Linked DNA regions of Hordeum vulgare: region 2 is linked to region 1. The links are chromatin contacts, called in public Hi-C maps. All regions are on one chromosome and are shown on one strand. The core of a region is the stretch at or near the end of the contact, and the rest is flanking DNA. Distances in the headings are between cores, read along the strand shown.

Evidence for each region. A called contact is a pair of places that touch in the nucleus more often than the background predicts.
Region 2: a contact with region 1 is called in a Hi-C map of seedling, with 3 times the contacts expected there. The contact joins the promoter of LOC123425416 here to the promoter of LOC123425415 in region 1. A contact is called at or near these places in 1 of 6 Hi-C or Micro-C datasets (seedling) and 1 of 1 datasets of contacts at active chromatin or transcription factors (embryo).

What each region holds. Positions count from the first base shown.
Region 1 is chr2H:111,268,153-111,272,865 of MorexV3_pseudomolecules_assembly, forward strand. LOC123425415 (UDP-arabinopyranose mutase 3) reads left to right here and starts at 2,764. Exons shown (of 4, transcript XM_045109111.1): 1 at 2,764-3,159. The coding sequence starts at 2,842.
Region 2 is chr2H:111,583,782-111,588,414 of MorexV3_pseudomolecules_assembly, forward strand. LOC123425416 (MADS-box transcription factor 18-like) reads left to right here and starts at 2,918. Exons shown (of 8, transcript XM_045109114.1): 1 at 2,918-3,353. The coding sequence starts at 3,169.

The DNA.
Region 1 (4,713 bases), core at 1,514-4,013:
TATGTTCCATAATCGAGCGCTCCTAACACGATCGGGGTTGTTATGGGGACCCCCTTAATAATTCGTTTTAGATTAAGACTGGTCTAGCAAGGCCCAACTTTGGTACTACATTTGCCTAATCACCTAATAAATTGCATAGGGACTTTCCGGACCCCGAGGATAATTTAATCAACCCCCGGGCCAGTGCTCCTCATGAGTGTTGGTCCAAAACAGAGCACTGTGCGGGGCCACCGCGAGGAAACTCGAGGTTTGGCACTTGTACGCGTCGCTTATCCGTCGTGTCCTGAGAACGAGGTACGCGACTCGTATCGGGATCGTCGACACGTCGGGCGGCCTTGCTGGATTAGTTTTACCTTTGACGAGATATCTTGTGCATCGGGATTCCGGTGATGCTTTGGGTAATCTCAGAGTTGAGGTTTTCCATTAGGGAATCCGACGAGATCGTGAGCTTCGTGATTGAGGATTTCTATGCGGCTTGTGGTAATTTGTGATGGACTAGTTGGAGCACCCCTGCAGGGTTAAATCTTTCGGAAAGCCGTGCCCGCGGTTATGTGGCAACGTGGAAACTTTGTTTAACACTGGTTCTAGATAACTTGAAGTTAACTTAATTAAAACATGCCAACTGTGTGCGTAACCGTGACTGTCTCTTTCGTGAGTTCCTTCTCCGACCGAGGACACGGTGGGGTTATGTCTGACGTAGGTAGGTGTTCAGGATCATTCATTTGATCATCAGTAGTTCACGTTCGTTATGCGTAGATCTTCCCCCTCTTATTTCTTGTACTCGTAAGTTAGCCACCAAATACATGCTTAGCCGCTGCTGCAACCTCACCACTTAACCATACCTCACCCATTAAGCTTTGCTAGTCTTGATACCTTTGGAAATGAGATTGCTGAGTCCCCTGTGGCTCACAGATTACTACAACACAGTTGCAGGTACAGGTTAAGATTACTTGACGCGAGCGCATTGTTTGTTCATTTGGAGTTGCTTCTTCTTCTTCTTCTTCATCGATCTAGGATGGGTTCCAGGCCGGCAGCCTGGGATAGCAAGGATGGACGTCGTTCTTATTTTTCTCGTTTGTTTTCGTCCGTAGTCGGACCCTGCTCTTACTCTTGATGATTATGTAATGTACTGATGTGACTCTGATGTAGCTTGTGGCGAGTGTAAGCCAACTCTGAATATATATCTCTCCTTTTCAGTACATGTACTTGTAACGATATCCATTCTTGCAACACGACGAGATGCACTTCTATCCCTGACGAGGCATTCGTGCCAAATTGAGGATAGGGTCGCATCTTGGGCGTGGCATTGTAGTAGTGCATCGCCATGTGGGAACTGACCCTGTGTGTCCCATATACCACACGGATTTTGAGGATATTTTGCATCTTCTTTTTGATTGTATATCGATTAAATAACTCTGGAATGGTTTAAAACTGGAGGACTGAATCTCGGGAGCTTTTGTTGTAGACATGTCGAATTCGCATATGCTTGAAGATCTTATTCTTCAATCAATCAATTCTAGAACCTCGAAGGAATGGGTACAACCGAGGTGATAGCAACTGCATGCTGGTAGCTGTGGTGGATACGAAGAAGTGCCACACATAATGAGATTGTTCCACCATCAACACATTGGATGATGTCTATCCTTGCTCTATGTAACACATTTGTCAAGGCCAACAAAAAAGATGCTACTAGAGAGATGGTACGATGGAAAAAAACAAGTAAAGATGATTTAAAGTTGATTGTTGATGCATCATTTCATATCGATGTAGGCATGTGAGCTAGTGCTGGAATCATCAGAGATGGGTTTGGCAATTTTATAGTAGCTTCTTGCACTTTTATCTCCTTTGCATCGGAAGCATCAATAGTTGAAGCGATGACTATGAAGCACGCCCTCATCCTGCAGAAACTCTTGGTTTGAATCACATCACAACTGAATCACACTCTAGAAGTTGTGAGTGAATGCACAAGCAATACTTGGTGGAGTGAAGGTGTCCCATATCTGCGGACTGCGTGGACTTAATTGCTTTGATTGGGAACGTCGAGTTCCGCCATTGCTTACGAGAAGCTAATCAAGCTTCTCACAAGATTGGTAAATTTAACATTAAGAATAATCTATCTTGTAATTATGTCGATGAAAATTCTTACTTAATTTGAATAAAGCAAGCCATGATAGCATTTTCCTAAAAAAGTGAGATAATATGAGATGAGATACTGACACCCCCCCCACCCCAGCCAATAACTTATTTCTTTATTCCTAGAACTTGATAGTTATTTCCCGCATCTCATATTAATTGTTACTTAAACCGAATGTTATATCTAATACTTTCTTTGTTTTTAAATATAAGTTTTTAAAATGTTTATGTCTATCTATATTTTTAGGGTTTTACGTCTATACACATCTGTTGTATTCTTTTAATGAAGCCTTTAAAAAAACGGAGACAGTATTAGAATATGTTTGGATAAATCACAATTAATATGCGCCAGAGAAGTATGTGATTGGACTCCTCGGCAAAGAAAAAGTAATCATAGATATGAGCTGACATCATGCCATTTTGTTAAGAGTCTGGATTGCACACTCTGGCAAGTCTGACTAATTCACCAAGGACCACACCGACACCGCGTACTGCTCACTTCCACAACAAGCAAAGGGGAAAAGGGCAAAAAGGAGCAGCCCACACCGGCCGCGGCCGGCCCACTGTTCAGCCCAGCCGGCCGGGCCCGCAATAAACCCCCGCCCGGCCTCCTCCTCCATTATATACCCTGTCCGTTTCCTACACCTCTCCGCACCCCGGCCGATCACCGCCTGCCCGTCCGTCACCTGCCTCCCCCGCCTCGCCGCGATGGCCGCCGCCCCGTCGACGCCGCTGCTCAAGGACGAGCTGGACATCGTCATCCCGACGATCCGCAACCTCGACTTCCTCGAGATGTGGCGGCCCTTCTTCCAGCCCTACCACCTCATCATCGTGCAGGACGGCGACCCGACCAAGGTCATCAAGGTGCCCGAGGGCTTCGACTACGAGCTCTACAACCGCAACGACGTCAACCGCATCCTCGGCCCCAAGGCCTCCTGCATCTCCTTCAAGGACTCTGCCTGCCGCTGCTTCGGATACATGGTCTCCAAGAAGAAGTACATCTACACCATCGACGACGACTGCTTCGTGAGTACTACTCACTCTCTCGCCGTCTCGATTATGGTGTCAGGAGATCTTACTCCTCTGTATAGTTGTGTGATTTGGCTCGATTGGGCTGGATCGCACTGGAATTTGGTCGAAATTATGTGCTGTCCTGCACTTTGCGGTTCTGTCACGGGATGGGAGGTGGATTTTGGTGTGGGTGGGGCTCAGATCTGGTTGGGGGAATTGAGGAGAAAGGCGAGATCTCTGTTTAATTTCTTGATGGGGGTGCGGCATTTGGTAGCGGTGTAAATTTCGTGTCTTTACTCACGTTAGTTATGATTGCCCGGTTAACTCGCGTGTAAAATCACGTGATACGCACCCCTGTGATCTGGGTAGTCTTTTTTTAGACGAAGTGATCTGGGTAGGTAAATGCAAATTTTCACCAGATGACTGACTGATATGTCTAGTTGGCACTGTATAGCATTATACTCGCATCTAATAATGTTAGTTCAATTTTGGTCTAATATGTTTAAATGACATTTTCTACTGGTAACAATTACTTCCTTCGTTTCATAATGTAGTACGTGCGTTTTTTAAGATTTAAGTTTGATCGTAAATTTAATCAATGTGGGCAACTGCGATGGAAGCAAAAAAAATATACTATTGAATTCGTATTCCAAAAAGTTTTCGTCCACGTTGTTTAAAATGATAATTAAATTTAAATCTCGAAAAATGCGGATCCACTACAGTTGGATGGGGTATGAGATGGAGTGAGTAGTATCTAGCATTTGGCGCTGTATTGCCTGCACTTGGATGGGTATGAGATATGTGGTGTTGGTTGATTGTTACCCCACAATTGTTTTAGGATTAATAATTTCTGATATAACAATGCGACAGTACAAATTGTAAGTATCGCCTGGCGCCTTACTTTGTCAGTTATGCCGATGCATCTTTTGTTTTTGTTTGAGGGTCCTGATCAGTACTCTTAACTATGGGACAAATGATTGCATCTTGCATGGAGCGATCCGTAGCCTAAAGTGATACAGTAGCATATTTGGACTGAGCGATAGATGTGACCATCCTATTTCTGTAATGGAGCCACATACCTTCTTCTGGTTGGATTTGTCTCTAATTATAGAACATACCAATTTTTGATAAAAAATAGAACATACCTTGGCACAATGCATTTATTTTGACAGCTACCATGGCACAAGGTATGTAAAATAACAAAAGTATATTCATGTGAGGGTTCTCGCCTACTCCCTACGTTTTTAAATATAAGTCTTTTTAGAGATTTCATTAGGACTACATACGGAACAAAATAAATGAATCTACACTCTAAAATATGTGTATATACATCTGTATATAATCTTCCAGTGAAACTTTTAAAAAGATTTATATTTAGAAACAGAGGGAGTACATGCTAAATAATTTGGATTTTGTTGGATCTCTGGGATGGCCTATGATGCAGATCTAGTACAGAAGCAAACTTCTAACTGTAAGAATTGGTCTCTGGTCTGCAATTGTCCATTTCATTTACCTAGAAAATAGTGTGATATGTTCCTTTCAGTGGCATCCCTCGCATTCAAGGAGGCT
Region 2 (4,633 bases), core at 1,668-4,167, 320 kb after region 1:
AGTGATAGTAGTAGCAGTAATAGTGATAGCATCAGTTTTGGTAATAGTAGTAACAGTAGTGATTGAGTAACAAGTGTGACAGTAATAGCAACCGTAATAGCTTAGCAATATTCAGTATATGTAAAGCAGAGACACATGCATCAGCGATGGAAAGATATAGATGACAACAATCATGTAACAATTAAACACTAGATCGACACACAACTAGCTACAATTCATCAATATAATGTAGGCATGTATTCTATATATAGTCAGACATGCTTGCGATAAGAACTTGCATGACATCTTATGTCTTATCCTCCGGTGGGAGCGGGGTCCTATTGGAAACTTTGGGAAATTAAGGCCTCCTTTTAATAGAGAACCAAAACAAAGCATTAACACATTGTGAATACATGAACTCTTCATACTACGGCAATCGCCAAAAAGAATCCCAATTATTGTCACTTTGGGGTATGCGGATGAAGACTCGTAATAGGTGCATACAACTTGCAAGATATGATTTAAACTCTTTTAATATCAGAGAGAACATAATAAGTTGAGGTTTGAAATCATGGAACTTGGGCCCTAGTGACAAGCATTAAGCATAACAAAGTCATAGCAACATCAATCTCAGAACATAGTGGATACTAGGGATCAAGCCCTATCAACTTAACTCAATTACATGATCAATGCCATCCAAAACTCATCACCATCCAGCGAGCCTGCTAAGGAATTACTCACTCCCGATGGTGAGCATAATGGAATTGTTGATGGAGAAGGGTTAGTGATGATGACGGCGACGAATCCCCCTCTTCGGAGCCCCAAACAGACTCCAGATCAGCTTTCCCGAGGAAGAATAGGAGGTGGCGGCGGTTCCATCTCGTAAAACGCAATGGAATATTCTCTCTGGTTTTTATCTCTGAAGATGTGACTTTATAGGACTAGAATTAGGGTCGTAGGAGCTACGCGGGCCCCACAAGCCTTCAGGGCGCTTTGAGGGGGGTGGGCGCGCCCTGTTGGCTTGTGGCCCACATGCATTCCTCCTTCGGTGATCTTCGCTCCATAATTCATTATATATTCCAAAAATAATTCACAAAAAGTTTCGTCCAATTCCGGGAACTTTTATTTCTACATAAAAATAACACCAACGTAGTTCTGTTGAAAACAACGTCAATCCGGGTTAGTTCCATTCAAATCATGCAAATTAGAATCGAAAACCAGAGCAAAAGTGTTTCGAAAAGTAGATACATTGGAGACGTATCAGACGCCCGATCTGGCACAGCCGTCGCGGGTGTAGCCAGCACGCCACACCCCCATCGTCCAAGATGCCGCCACCTGTGTGGCCAAGGACGTTGGAACCAGCGCCCGCACCACCGCTCATCACAAATCCGGTGGTGCCTCACGAGGCGAGGTTGCCACCCCCAAATCTGAAGCCCACCACGGGTGAAGTAGGGCAACGGATGCCCCCGCCGCCATCTTCCTCGGGGTGCCCCAGGATTGCCTGACCGTTGTCTATGGCGGTGACGAGAGAAGGGGGAGGGGAAGCGGGCTATGGCGAGGCTAGTGTGTTCACCCCTTGAGTGGCTTGAGCGAGACACAGAGCAGGGGTGGGGGTGCGGTGAAGGGGCATAAGTACATCGTCAGGATGAAAATCCTTGTCCTGTCCGTCTCTAGCGAGACGTGGCGAGGCCATTGGTCCTTCTTAAAGGCATTCTAGCGAATGAAGTCGAGTTAGTAATAGGTATTATATCCGTATCATGTAATGGTTTCGCCATAGTTGCCTTTGTTTTGTATTCTACTTGTTGATGACTTTGGCCTCGTTATAGTTGTGTGCATCACAATGATGGAGATGCTAGCTAGGTGTCTCAAACTCATTTTTGAGAAATACGAAAAAATAGAACACATGATTTATTTATTTATTTTTTGCGGAAAAACACATGAACGAGTTCAGAAGCCCATCTCACGTGGTAGAGATGTTAATTTTCACTACATTTTCTCTATGTGTCGAGAAGACATTAACTAAAGAACCCACTGATTTTCTCCTAATATGACAAGGGCTGGAGTATTTAGCGGTCTGCAGTGTATCGATATACTCTCTCCGTTTTTATTTACTCCCCATATTATCTTTGTCTAAAGTGAAACACTATATATACTTTTAACAAGTTTGTAAAAACTAAAATACTCCCTCTGTAGTTTTTTCCAAATACAATTATTTAGGTATACATATATAGTTCTTTTCAACTACAGTTATTTAGGTACAGAGAGAGTAGAATATAAACCATCAAATCTATATCATAGGATCCATCATTGCATATAGTTTCACATCATATAAATCTTTTACTGTAAATATTCATATTGTTTTCTACAAACTATGACTACAGTCGAAACTAATATGGGGAGTAAATAAAAACAAAAGAAGTATTTGGAACGCTGATAACTGAACATCGAACACACTGAATGACAATGAATTCCTGCTCCATTAACGGAGTGAAAAGAGATTCTTATCCGAACACTACTACAGTCATGCAGGATCCCTTTTCTTTTGAATGTATGATGTATTTCCTTTTAGCATTCATAGAGGTTATCATCCATAGTTCCATACGATGATACAACCCACGATTGAACAGTGTAGACTTTCTTCAGTCTCCACCGAGCAGACCCCACTGGCAGGACGGGGTCACCCACCTCGTCCATGCCAAATGTCGCTTGCCGTCTCGCTCCCTTGTACCCGACAACAGCGGACCACACACGAGGCCTGGAAAAAACCTTTTCGCACAGCGAACCCGACCACGCTCGCTCCGGCGACCAATCCCCGGCCGTTGGCGAGGCAGACCCCTGTGGTGCACCAGCGCCACGGGCCCGCGGACCCACCAGCACCAAGGTCGCAATAACGACCCCCGCCCGATTCAACGGCCGGGATCCTTCCCCGTCTCCTCGAGATCATCTCGGCCAACCAAAACTCGACAGCGCGCCACGGGAAACCAGTCCGGTTTCGCCATACCACCCCTCGCCCCCCATCTAAACCGCCCACCTCGCCCTCCCATTTCCTGCGAGCTCCACACACCATCACACCGCATTTCTCAGTCTTCCTCCTCACATCGCCGTAGCAGCTAGCTAGTTAGCCGGGAGAGAGGGGCCGGCGCCGCCGAGCGAGAGAGCCGGAGGGGGCGGGGTGGAGGCAGGGCGGAGATGGGGCGCGGGCCGGTGCAGCTGCGGCGGATCGAGAACAAGATAAACCGGCAGGTGACCTTCTCCAAGCGGCGCAGCGGGCTGCTTAAGAAGGCGCACGAGATCTCCGTGCTCTGCGACGCCGAGGTCGCGCTCATCGTCTTCTCCACCAAGGGCAAGCTATACGAGTACTCCAGCCAGGACAGGTTATATCACGCGCCCCCAGCTACCCCTCCTTTCTCACCCACTCGGCTCCTTCCCACGAGCTCTATTTGAGGATTCGGGGAACCGGATGATTGATTTGGGCTGCTTTGTGTTCATCTTCATTCCACAAGTGGCTGTCTCGTTCGATAGTTCCGGTGGGGAATTTGGCTGCGGGAAATGTTGCTCGGTGCATGCGAGGTTATTATTTCGTGCTATTTTTTGTGGGTTATGCTTGGATGGGTAATCTAGTTCTCCTTGTTTCAATCATGGAATCGATTGTTGTTCAATTAACCAATAGCACCGGAGTTTCTGGCCCTTACTCTATTGCCCATATAGTAATTAACCTACGTACTGCGTACTGTCTACAGGTTCTACCATATGATTATGCATACTCTTGTGTACTTGATTGATTACTCTATATAAACTGTAGCATCTATTGTGCGAATGGTACACTGCCACACCAGTAATCCTTAATCACTTGTAGGGCCAGTAAAGGTGATTTTCTGATGCTATCTGTTCCGAAAACTAAGTTCACTTTAAGTGGAGGTATTCTCATGAAATGGCGGCAAGGGGGACTTGTACATCAGATGTATAAGTTTTCCTAAATTGTCTAAAGTTTGCTATTCAATGATGCTGATGCTAATGTTTCACTGTCATGTTAATTCCATATATACTACTCCATCCGTTTATAAATATAACTCTTTTTAGAGGCTCTATATAGATATACTTTAGAGTGTAGATTCACTTATTTTGCTTCGTATGTAGTCCCCTAGTCAAACCTCTAAAAAGACTTATATTTAGAAACAGAGGGAGTACTGTACAAGATATATGAAATTAACTGTGGTTACTGTAGAAACAATTTAATATGAGAGCAAAGCCTACACATATCCGTTCTCGTCCCATCTGCATCTCTCCGTCAGATATTAGACAGCTATGCTATTACGCAATGGTCTTTGTCAGATCTAACTGGTATGCATGGCCATCAGCTTATTTGACAGATATTTCGGTTTTTTTATCAATATTCTTTATCCATATGAACATTAAGGTTATGTGGTTGAAAACTTTGATTGTAGTGTTTGATTGTTTTGTCAGACTGAGAACAATCGTTACGCAAAGCCTGAAACTGATCAATGTTTTGTTTGAGATTTTGGGCGTATAGAATATATATAGACATCTTTATATTTTATGAGTAAGATAACAGTATATTGATCTTCTTTCTGATGTTTCATAATCAAAGGTGTATTTTCTTCTTATGACTGTTTTTACAAAACATCTTTTACTT